Regions from separate parts of the Hordeum vulgare genome. Here region 2 is linked to region 1. Evidence: chromatin contacts called from public Hi-C data. All regions are on one chromosome and are shown on one strand. The core of a region is the stretch at or near the end of the contact, and the rest is flanking DNA. Distances in the headings are between cores, read along the strand shown. Region 1 has its middle 31 kb from the start of LOC123429950. Region 2 has its middle 7.0 kb from the start of LOC123429950.

Region 1 (5,774 bases), core at 1,537-4,036:
CGCAGGTGGTGTCGGTGGTGGCCGCCACCCACGTCGGCGCTAAGAGGCGGCATGCTGGCCAGCACGTCATCGCCCCGGCCGCCGCCTCCCTCGCCCTGCCGCAGTCGCCCGCCACCAAGGCCCGGAAGAAGAAGCCCTCCCTTGGGCCGAAGGGGGCAGCGAGGCCGAAGGTGAAGAAGACCACCTCCCGGAAGAAGCCGGCGCCCGTGCCCGCCCCGGCCGCCGCCCCTCCACCCATCGTGCATGAGGTGCTCGACGGAATGCCCGCCCCGCCGACGTCGTTCATGGGGCTTCTCCAAGACGCGGAGGTGGACATCGGGGCTCCTCCTCTCCAAGACGCGGAAAATTCTTCAAACTTATGACAAGTGGAAGTTGAGGGATCAAGAGACCGCACCCAAGAAGTCGGCAATGCTTAGGATGGATGATAGTGATGAGGAGGCAAGGAATGAGTGCAAGGCCGAGGTAAACAAGAAGGATAAGCTAAGGAAGAAGATGGAAGTAGAGGCGTCAAGCATAAGGGAGAAGATGGAACATATGATGAAGTCAAGGGAGGCATTGACAATGAAGACATTGGAGACAAAGCTTCTTATCAACGAGAAGAAAGAGGTGAAGCTTGCACAAGTGGAAGCATGGCGTGAAGAAGCCAAGCGCAAGGCCGACTTGGAGGAGAGGATGATCAAGGTCAAAGAAGAAAAGGCATGAAAAGAACTCATGGTGGAAGAGAAGGAGCACATGATGATGTCCAAAAAGGACATGGATGAAGACCAATTGATGTGGTGGAAGAAGTGTAAGGAGGACATCGCGGAGAGGAAGAGGATATTTCGTGGTGCGTCCTCTACTCTTCGAGGTGACACTCCGATCAATGGTGGTGGCGATGGCGGTGTCGAGGACTCCAACACCGACGATAATGGAGGTGTTTGATGAACGTGGAAGTGATCTAGGAGATGGCGCCGAGGTCCAACTTTTTGGTAATGGTGCCGATGAGAGGGAGAAGATGATGATTTTGTGATGTAAACTATTAAACCATGCATCGGTGATTTTCATTTCCTAGTTTGTTTCAAGGTTGATTGTGTTTTTCTTGTGATAATTGTGATATGTCAAATGACAGTTTTAAGGGTTGGGGTTCCCGCAAAGACTAGAACCCTAAAATTCAACCCTTATAACGAAATATTCTGTTATAAGGGTTTAATTTGAGGGTTCTAGTCTATTCAACCCTTATAACAAAATATTCCGTTATAAAGGTTGAATTTGAGGGTTCTAGTCTTTGTCCCTGTTTTTCAACCCTTAAAAGCGCCGAAAAATGCCAATTCTTAACCCTTATACTTGTTTCAGGTTTTAAGAATTTAAGGGCACTACTAATGATGCTCTAAGCCGCGTCAACAAGATAATCATACGTTTGCCCGTAAAAAAATCAATAATATAATCATACGCGTGCAATTATGTCAGCGATTGTGTATGCATTAGCGCATGAGCATGTCAACTTTCCTGATTGTTTGATCACATAACATCTTTACGAAAATGAAAAGATGAGTTGAACCAGCGATGCCAAGGGCAAATCCTATTTAGCACCACATGCATGGGTTATAGGCAATTTGTGCTAACCGGTGCGTGCAGCGCTTCGGCGATGGGCCGGCCCATCTAAGTGTTTTTTCCTGTAAATTTGAACGACGGTGAGATTCGAACCGGCGACCTCTCACAGAAATTTTAGTGTTGTAACCACTCCGCCACCCCAAAGCAATGTGATAGAAGTGAACTTTTTATTTCCTTTATTCTCTACTTTCCCATTTTATGTTTTCTTAGTCATTTTCCTCTTTTCCTTTTCATCCTGGTTCGTTGATTTCTTTTTGAAATATGTGTATTTTATTTTAAATTGATTATTTTGGAACTTTGATGAAATCTTTTTTAATTTGTGAACTTGTTTCCAAATTGATGAACTCTTTTTCGAATTTGGTGAACATTTTTGAAAAATCATGGACATAATTTAAAATTCGTGAACTTTTTCCAAAATCGATGAACTTTTTTTGAAATTGATTAACTTTTTTTCAAAATAAGTGAACATATTTTAAAATTCGTGAACATTTCAAAATCAATGAACTATTTTTAGAAATTTATTAACTTTTTTTGAAATCTGTGAACTTTTTTTGAAAATCGGTGAACATATTTTAAAATTTGTGAACTTTTTTAAAAATCAATAAACTATTTTTAAAAGTTGATGAACTTTTCTTTTCACAATCGATGATTTTTTATCTAATTATGTAAAATTTTATAAAATTCATGAACATATTGTAAAAATCATTTATTTTTTGCATAATGATTATCCTTTTGGAAAATCAGATTAGATGATTTTTAATTCGAAGAAATTTTAATGTACTCCCTCCATTCCTAAATATAAGTCTTTTAAGAGATTTCACTAGGTGACTACATGCAAAGCAAAATGAGTGAATATATATTCTAAAGTATGTCTACGTACATTCGTATGTAGTTCTTTAATAAAATCTCTAGAAAGACTTATATTTAGGAACGGAGGGAGTATGTTTTAAAATTCACGTTTTTAAAAAATCATGAAATTTTTTAAGGACCTACAGCAGAGCGCCAAGAGATGTTTCGTGCGCCGGCCCAGCGGGGGCGCTGCAGGCGCCAGAAGCGTGAACCGGCGCCTGCAGCGCCGTATAGGAGCTTCCGATGCCAAGTGCCAAGTCAGTTCATGGATGTTAGGAACCTCATGTCCATGGCCCGTTCCCTGACCAGCACATAGGCTGGGCCCAACTACGTGCCACCTCAGGCCGCTGAATGCGCGTGAGGGACCTCCTATTGGACGCATTCTGCTTCCAATAGGGTTCCCTAGCACAAGCAAGCAACTGGGCCGCCGGCCCCAGCAAGGCGACTGGCTGGCCCAGGTAACCAGCTCGTTTTTCTCCGCTTTTTATTTATTTATTTTCCATTTATCTTTTTTGGCTTATTTTTTATTTTCTTTTGTGTTTCAGTTCCTCTTTTTCCTAAAAGGTTTTATGTTTTAATTTTCTTACTTTCTGAAACATGAACTTTTCGAAGAAATTCCAAAAATCTGTTGTATTTACACATAAAAATTATAAATGGAATTGTTTTTGAATTTCTGAAGAATTTCCAAAAATCTTAAAACACAACAAGTTTGAAAACAGGAGCAACTTAAATCATAGGACTTTTTTTAGAAATGCATTTTTAAATATTTACAAACAATTTTTGAAGCGGGAACATTTATAAAACTTATGTATACTTTTTGAAACATGAACTTTTTTGAACTTACGTACATTTGATTTAAACGTTAAACATATTTTAGAAAATGGAGAACATTTTATAAAATTCCTGAACTTTTTTAAATCATGAACAACTTTTCAATTTTTAGAATTGATAACCAAAATTTTGAAAAAGAGAAACATTTTGTGTAAAACAAGAACATTTTTTATAAAAGTGTGAAAAAAAGAACATTTTTTTTTAAAATTCGCCTAATTTATGAAAAAGACTTTTTTGAATTATGTAAACAAGTTTTGAAGGGGGGTTTGTTTTGAACTTATGTACACTTTTCGAAACACGGACATTTTTTGAACTGACGTACACTTTTTGAAAAGGAAAATATTATTTAGAACAAGTAGAACAGTTTTAAAAGTTCTCAGACATTTTAAAATCTTGAACATTTTTAGAATTTGTGAAAAAAATTGGAACAAGTTCTCAATTTGTGAACAAATTTTAGAAAAGAGACATTTTTCTTATAACAGTAACATTTTTTATAAAAATGTGAAAACAAGAGCATTTTTTGAAAATTGTGACAAATTTCTGAAAAAGAAACATTTTATAAATTTTGTATACAACTTTTGAAGCGGGAACATTTTTTCAACCTATGTACACTTTTTGAAACATGAACATTTTTTCAACTTACTTACATTTTTTGAACAGCTAAATATATTTAAATATATAAAGAACAGTTTTTTAAATTACTGAACATTTTTATAATAGGTGAACCAAATTTGAACAACTTTTCAATTGTTAAACAAAATCCTAAAAAGAGAAACATTTTATGTTAAACAGGAACTTTTTTTATAAAAGTGTGAAAACAAGAACATTTCTTAAAATATCGACCAATTTATGAAAAAAGAACATTTTTTGAAATTTGTAAACAATATTTGAAGCGGGATCATTTTTTAATCTTATATACACTTTTTGAAAAACGGACATTTTTTGAACTCACTTACACTTTTTGAAAAGGCAACCATTTTTTAGAAAAATAAGATCAAAAATAATTCCCAAACATTTTCTAATCACGAACATTTTTAGAATCGGCGAACCAATTGGAACAAGTTTTCAATTTTTGAACAAATTTTTAAAAAGAGGCATTTTTCATATAACAGTAATATTTTTTATAAATATGTGGAAACTAGATTTTTTTTGAAAATTGTGACCAATTTATGAAAAAAGAAACATTTTCTAAAATCTCTAATGAAATTTTGAAGTGTTAAAAAATATTCAACTTATGTCCACTTTTTGAAACACAAACATTTTTTGAAAATTAAAACATATTTAGAAAATGAAGAACATTTTTTAAATTTCACGAACATTTTCAAATCATGAACTTTTTTAGAATTGGTGAAAAGAATTTGAAAACGTTTTCAGTTTACGAACAAAAATTATAGAAGAGGAACATTTTTCATAAAACAGGAACATCTTTTTAAAAGTTTGAAAGCAAGAACATTTTTCAAAAACTCTGACAAACTTATGATTTTTTTTTTGAAAATACCTGCAGTTTTTTTAATATGAGAACAGTTTTTGAAATACGAACATTTTTTCAAAATAAACACATTTTTGGAAGAAAAAAAAAGGAAAACTTGTTAAGATTTAAAGAGATGAAAAAAAGGAAACATAGAAAAAAAATTAAAGAGAAACAAAAAACGAAAAAAGAAAAAAAATGGAAAAAACGAAACACAAAAAGGAGAAAAAAGCATAAAACGAAACTGCGTGCTGAGGGAGATGGGCCGAGCCAGTTAATCTCGCCCCTGTGCGTTTGCCCGACTATTTGACGCAAAGAGCGTCAAATAGGTTTTCCTCCGCGGAAGATCACGGCACGGACGACGGCTTCCTGCTTTTCCAATCAGTGTAACCGAAGATTGTAACCCGAATCAGTGCTAGATAATAGTAAATCGAGAGTGCCTACTACTGGTTTCCTAACACCTCGTATTCAGAACCAGGCCAGGAGGTGGGGGAGAATCTGTTCGTGTTCACTTTCAACTAGGAATCGGGGAAGAGGAGGGCATTGGAGGTGGGGAGAATCTGTTTGTGTTCACTTTCAACCAGGAATCGGGGAAGAGGAGGGCGTTGGAGGATGGCCCTTGGATGTTTGAGAAGGACCTGATGGTGGTGGAGGATTACGACCCGGGGAAGAGGCTGGAGGATTATGACTTCAACAAGACACCTATCTGGGTGAGAATCTTCAACCTCCCGCTTGGTATGATGAATGCAGAGGCGGCACAGGAGATTGGTAATATTGTGGGGAACTTTGTTGAAGCGGACGTTGGCATGGATGGGAGCGCCATGGGTAAGTTCTTACGAGTGAAAATAAGGATGAAGTTGGACAAACCGATAATGAGGGGCTTTACCTTGGATGACGAGGAGCACGAGGCTAGAAAAAGACAGAAGAGGAGTATGAAGATAGACGGTGCCAAGGACGGGGAGGATGGAGCGTGGTGCCGTTTTGAGTATGAGTTCCTGCCTGATTTCTGCTACATATGTGGATTTGTGGGGCATGG
Region 2 (5,445 bases), core at 1,944-4,443, 38 kb after region 1:
AGAAATATTTAATCCTATAGGGGTGCTCCAACTCATCCATCACAAACGAGCCACAAGGTGCGCTCGAAAACCTCAATATCGATATAGCCCTAGTTATCCTTGAAATCCGAGTGCACAAGACATTCGAGGAGGGGAAAACAAATCCAGCAAGACCACCCGACGTGTCGACGAACCCGATAGGAGCCGTGTATCTCGTTCTCAGGACACAACCAGATGAGCGCAGTGTACGATGGCCTAATAGAAATCTATCGAGTTTCCCCGGGTTAGCCCCGCACATGACTCTAGTTTGGACCAAAACTCATGGGGAGCACTTTCCGAGGGGTTTATTAATTATCCACGGGGTAGCTAAGCCCTATGCATTTTTATTAAGTGGTTAAGAAAATGTAGTACCAATGTTGGTCCTTGCTGAAAGAATTTTATCCCAAAATGAATTATCAAGGGGGTCCCCATAACAACCCCAAACATGTTAGGACCACTCAATATGAAACATAACGCTAGTAAACGGAACTAGGGCGGCAAGGGTGGAACAAAACACTGAGAAAAAGTCCAAGCATTTCCCTTTTTACCGAGTATATATGTGCATTAAATTAAATAGCAATCATATGGTGATATCCCAAAATATCAATGTTATCAGATGGATCAACCTACACCTAAAACTAACAACGCTATAAGAAGGGCCGAGCAAGCGGTAACTTAGCTAAACAATGCTTTGCTAGGAGGTGGAGGGGTTAGAGGATTATCATGGAATTTTGGGAGGCTTGACATTCAAGTGGTAGCTATGCAGCGAGACATAACAATAGAAGCGAGACAACTAGGCATAACAAAATTAGAAACGATATCGAGGGTGGTCATCATCTGGCCTTCTGCTTCTTTAGTGGGATATTACTCTTGCTCTTCGGAAATGCCCTCAACAGGTTCCTCGTACTTGTTCTCACCAGCCTGTGCTACCCAAAAGAAATAACAATATCCAATGAACACACAACCAAGACACAATGCTCAAACAATTATGATGCATGATCACGGTGTGAATGAAACATGGCAATCCTACAGTAGTCATCTTTCTCATGCGATTATTTAGTTGTTATCTTCCTGGACAAAACCACAAGATTAATTACTTTGTTATGCATGCACATGGAAAAAATGAATGCTTCATGTGAAAATTATGCAAATGCATATGAAGAACGTTGCAATCGGAGTTATGGATCTCTCGGGGCACTCACGACAAGGTACAGAAGGAAATGATGGCAAAACAGAATTTGAGAGAAGCTATGGGAAATTTCTAGGTATCCTAAGTATGCCACTGGATTGGAAATGAAATTCTAGGTGAAATGGACCTAATGATCATGAAAAAAGTGGGTATAACTCCCACAAAGTGCAGAACAATTATGCAAGTAATCTGTCCAAAACAACATGTCATTTTGCACACATCCAAACCACAAGCTACATGAATCTAAAATGCACAAACCAGTCATGGGCAGTAGTATGTAGCATATATTTCATTTCATCGGGAGGAATCGCAGTTAAAATAGTCATGAGTCACATGGTAGGAAGCTCACATGGTACTTAGAGAAAATAAAAGGGTTTCACAATGAATGTTAACCTGAAGGCATATTGACAACAATAAAACTATATGCTACAGGGACTATCATGGCATCAAATTCTACTGCATGATAGTGGACGAGATGCACCACAAATAACTCCACATGGGGCATCATCAGAATATGCACAAAAACATGGCTAGCATCAACCCAAGATGGCAATCTAAAATAAACAGTTTCTTAAACTTGGAAAAAATAACATGGTTCAAGGAGCATCAGTTTTATCAGATTGACATGTTACACAGTAGTATTAACTATGATGCCAAACCTATACTTGGAAACTAATGGCACAACATAACATGGGATAACATGGTTTACAAAACACTTCATGGGGATGACCACAAGGGATCTGTAGATCAATGGAAATTCACATGACAACATAGCAACAATATATAAAACTTTCAGACTTAGAAATATCTTCTCCCTTCAAAACAACAATATTTTTATAACATGTTGGTAGCAAGAAACTAACAACTAGACATGGATTTCCATGGCAAACAAAAATACCAAGGGCTAGTACACATGTCAAAGGGCATATCTCATGTTCACAACTATTCCAAAAGGTGCATGGATTGAATCACACAAAATAGACAAAAGGGCATCCTAGCAAAAAATACCATGCACACAAACTTGCTCAAATGACAAAACTAATTCCACAGATGGATTCTATAGATTTTCATACCCCAAAACATATATAATATGCATATGTCTATATTAAGAAAATTCTACAAATGCAATAAGTCATCTCCTCCCTAAAATGGTAGTTGACAGAAAACACCCTTCCATATTTGGAATTGTCCAGATTTGGACTTGCCCTAACAGGAAACTTACTGAAATGGAAACTACCAGAAATGGAATAATTCCTTAAATGGCTTTACGGGATTTAAAAAGTTAAAATAATGAATTAAAGCACCAGGGCCACTTGGTAGTGACACTAAGGTGATGACACGATGACAAGTGGGTCCATGGGCCTACTGTTAGTGCCTCTACAAGGAAGGAAAGAAGGGGGAATTAAGGTGCATATCTCATGTTCACAACTATTCCAAAAGGTGCATGGATTGAATCACACAAAATAGACAAAAGGGCATCCTAGCAAAAAATACCATGCACACAAACTTGCTCAAATGACAAAACTAATTCCACACATGGATTCTGTAGATTTTTATACCCCAAAACATCTATAATAGGCATATGTCTATATTAAGAAAATGCTACAAATGCAACAAGTCATCTCCTCCCTAAAATGGTAGTTGACAAAAAAGGAACTTCCATATTTGGAATTGTCCAGATTTGGACTTGCCCTAACAGGAAACTTACTGAAATGGAAACTACCAGAAATGAAATAATTCCTTAAATGGCTTTATGAGATTTAAAAAGTTAAAATAATGAATTAAAGCACCATGGACACTTGGTAGTGACACTAAGGTGATGACACGGTGACAAGTGGGTCTATGGGCCTCCTGTTAGTACCTCTACAAGGAAGGAAAGAAGGTGGAATTAAGGTGTGCCCGGGAGTATTCAAACCCGGTTCGCCCGTGGTGGTGGAGAGGGGCGCTATCACTACACTACTTCTACTGCGCTTGCTAGGAAAAGGGATCCATTCCTTATGAACAGACCCACGTGGTGGTCCTCTTCCACCTAAGGCAGAGAAGCAGGCGACGACACCGACGAATCTTCTGGCGACCATCGGGGTGAAGGAACTACAGAGGGGTTGTGGAATACATAGGGGATCCCATTCTGAGTGGTAGGACGCGGCTACGCGGTGAGCGGAGTGGCGCTCGATCTCGAGGTCATGCTGCGGCGAGACAAAGCGGGGTGGTGGGCTAGCAGGCTAGCGAGGTGCGTGTTGTGGGACTCAGCAAGCATGAAGCGAGCAAGTTGCATGCACAAGCTAGAGCGGAGGCACACAACGCGGCTGCGGGGCCATGCAAAAGAAAATGCGTACTTGCAGAGCGCGGAGCGCACGGAGTTGGCACGGGCGCTGCACGACGTACACCTAACGAACGGTGATGGTAAGTGGAAGGTCATACACGCGGCTCACCTAGAGCTTGTCGGACATCAAGATGCGGTTGGAGATGAGTCGGAGACAACATGAGGTACGACGGAGCGCGGCGATGCTATTGGTTCGCGAAGGAGAGGAAGAAGGGCTCAGGAACGTCGTTGATCTGGGCCTTGGCTTTCCCTGGATTGTTGAGGAAGAAGAGGGTTCTGTGAGGTCTCCTTCCCATGGCTCAAGGTCTTCGGATGGATGACGAGGGGGGTCACCCCATGCTGGAACTCGAGCTCGGGAAGTTCATGGCGGGTAGGGCGTTGGCGTGAGCGTGGCTAGCTCACCTGGCGGCAGCGAGGCGAAGTGAGGGAGGGAACAAAGGAGGTAGGTCTAGGACTTTCTCGGGGACATGTTTTATAGGCGCTAGGGACATGATACGGCCATCAAATCAACGATGGTACCAACATGGACCTCCTGGATGGCTAACGTACAAAGGCCGGGGATGACAAGTCGTGCGGGAGGGCTGGTCGGGCCACACGAGGCTAGATGGGCTTCGTCATGTCGCTGCGCTGCTCCTGCTCCTGGGCCAACGAGGGGAAGGAAGCCCACGAGCGCTGACCTCTCTTTCACCCTAGGTTTTTTCCCTTTTTATTAAAAAAACAAAGATATAAAAGGAAAATTCCCACGGGTAATTGCAGCAATGTCTAGCTGGAACAAAAACACTTTTAGGACCCTGAAAATATACTCTATTTAACAAAATTGCTTTGGGCATTTTTGAGATATAAAAATAAATCAAGTTTGAATTAATTTCAAACTTGAGGCATTTTTGAATCCAACCAAAACAATCTTAAAAAGGCTGAAATTTGGAGGAGGGTTTGATGGAAAAATACAGGAGTTTTAGGACAATGGTGGACAATAAAATATGGTAGGGAGGCACACTTGGGAAAATAGAAATAAATGAGAAGAGAGAAGGGGTTTTACTGATTGCAATAATTTGAAGTATCAGCAAACAAAAAACACCACAAGATGCAAAGCACATCACCACAACATTTCACACTCAACAAAACATGATGCAAAAAATTGAAATGGATGTCATGATGCCATGATGCCAAAGTGAATGACATCAAGCTCCAGTTTTTATTAACTCAAACTAAAAGATGGCATGGCATACAAGGTTCACATATGGAAATGGTTACAAGATTTGGAAACATGCTCCTGGGCCGTTACACAAATTTTCATAGACCTTGACTCTAGTTGCAAGATTCTTTTGATTGAATTCGGCAAATGCAACCATCCATTACATACTCCTTATGTGATGAACATCTTCAAACTAAAAACTTGCATGTGAACCCCTATGTCACATCTATTCCAAGTGACAAACACCATGTTGTTTTCCAAAACACTTTATGAGTTGACACTGGACACATGATCTCACAACACAATCTCAACTAGCACCATGCACTACACTATTATTTGTTAGATGGTTTTGTATGGTTATTTACGAGTACTCTTCATACGATAAATTGTTCGGAGGGTGAAAAGTAGCTTCATCAAGCTTGTGTATGGGAATAACTTCATCAATTACCAAGATTGTTTATGTGAAGAACATCAAGTATTACCAAACAAGTTGCACTTTTTCTACAATTACACCATGTTAAGGAATGAGATGCATGTCTTGGTTAAACATGCCATGTTTTTCAAACTAGTATAAGATAGCGAGAAGTACTTGAAACTTGTTGCCATCATAAATGTTGAATACGTATTGTGTGGTGTGATGGAATGGGTTGGGATCAACCAATAGCCATGGGTTGGTAAAGGGTAGCCCTATATGGGGGAAAATGCCATCATGTGTTGGCA

Evidence for each region. Hi-C and Micro-C count contacts between places; a contact is called where the count stands out from the background.
Region 2: a contact with region 1 is called in a Hi-C map of leaf, with 2.8 times the contacts expected there. The contact joins two enhancer-like sites. A contact is called at or near these places in 3 of 6 Hi-C or Micro-C datasets (leaf and seedling).

What each region holds. Positions count from the first base shown.
Region 1 is chr2H:213,989,650-213,995,423 of MorexV3_pseudomolecules_assembly, forward strand. No RefSeq gene overlaps it. Among protein-coding and RNA genes, the nearest start is that of LOC123429950, 31 kb to the right of the region's middle. Within about 2 kb of position 2,787, at least 3 of the 3 cell types and tissues checked have open chromatin away from gene starts, as enhancers often do. A contact at or near this core is called in leaf and seedling, where this site is marked.
Region 2 is chr2H:214,027,493-214,032,937 of MorexV3_pseudomolecules_assembly, forward strand. No RefSeq gene overlaps it. Among protein-coding and RNA genes, the nearest start is that of LOC123429950, 7.0 kb to the left of the region's middle. Within about 2 kb of position 3,194, at least 3 of the 3 cell types and tissues checked have open chromatin away from gene starts, as enhancers often do. A contact at or near this core is called in leaf and seedling, where this site is marked.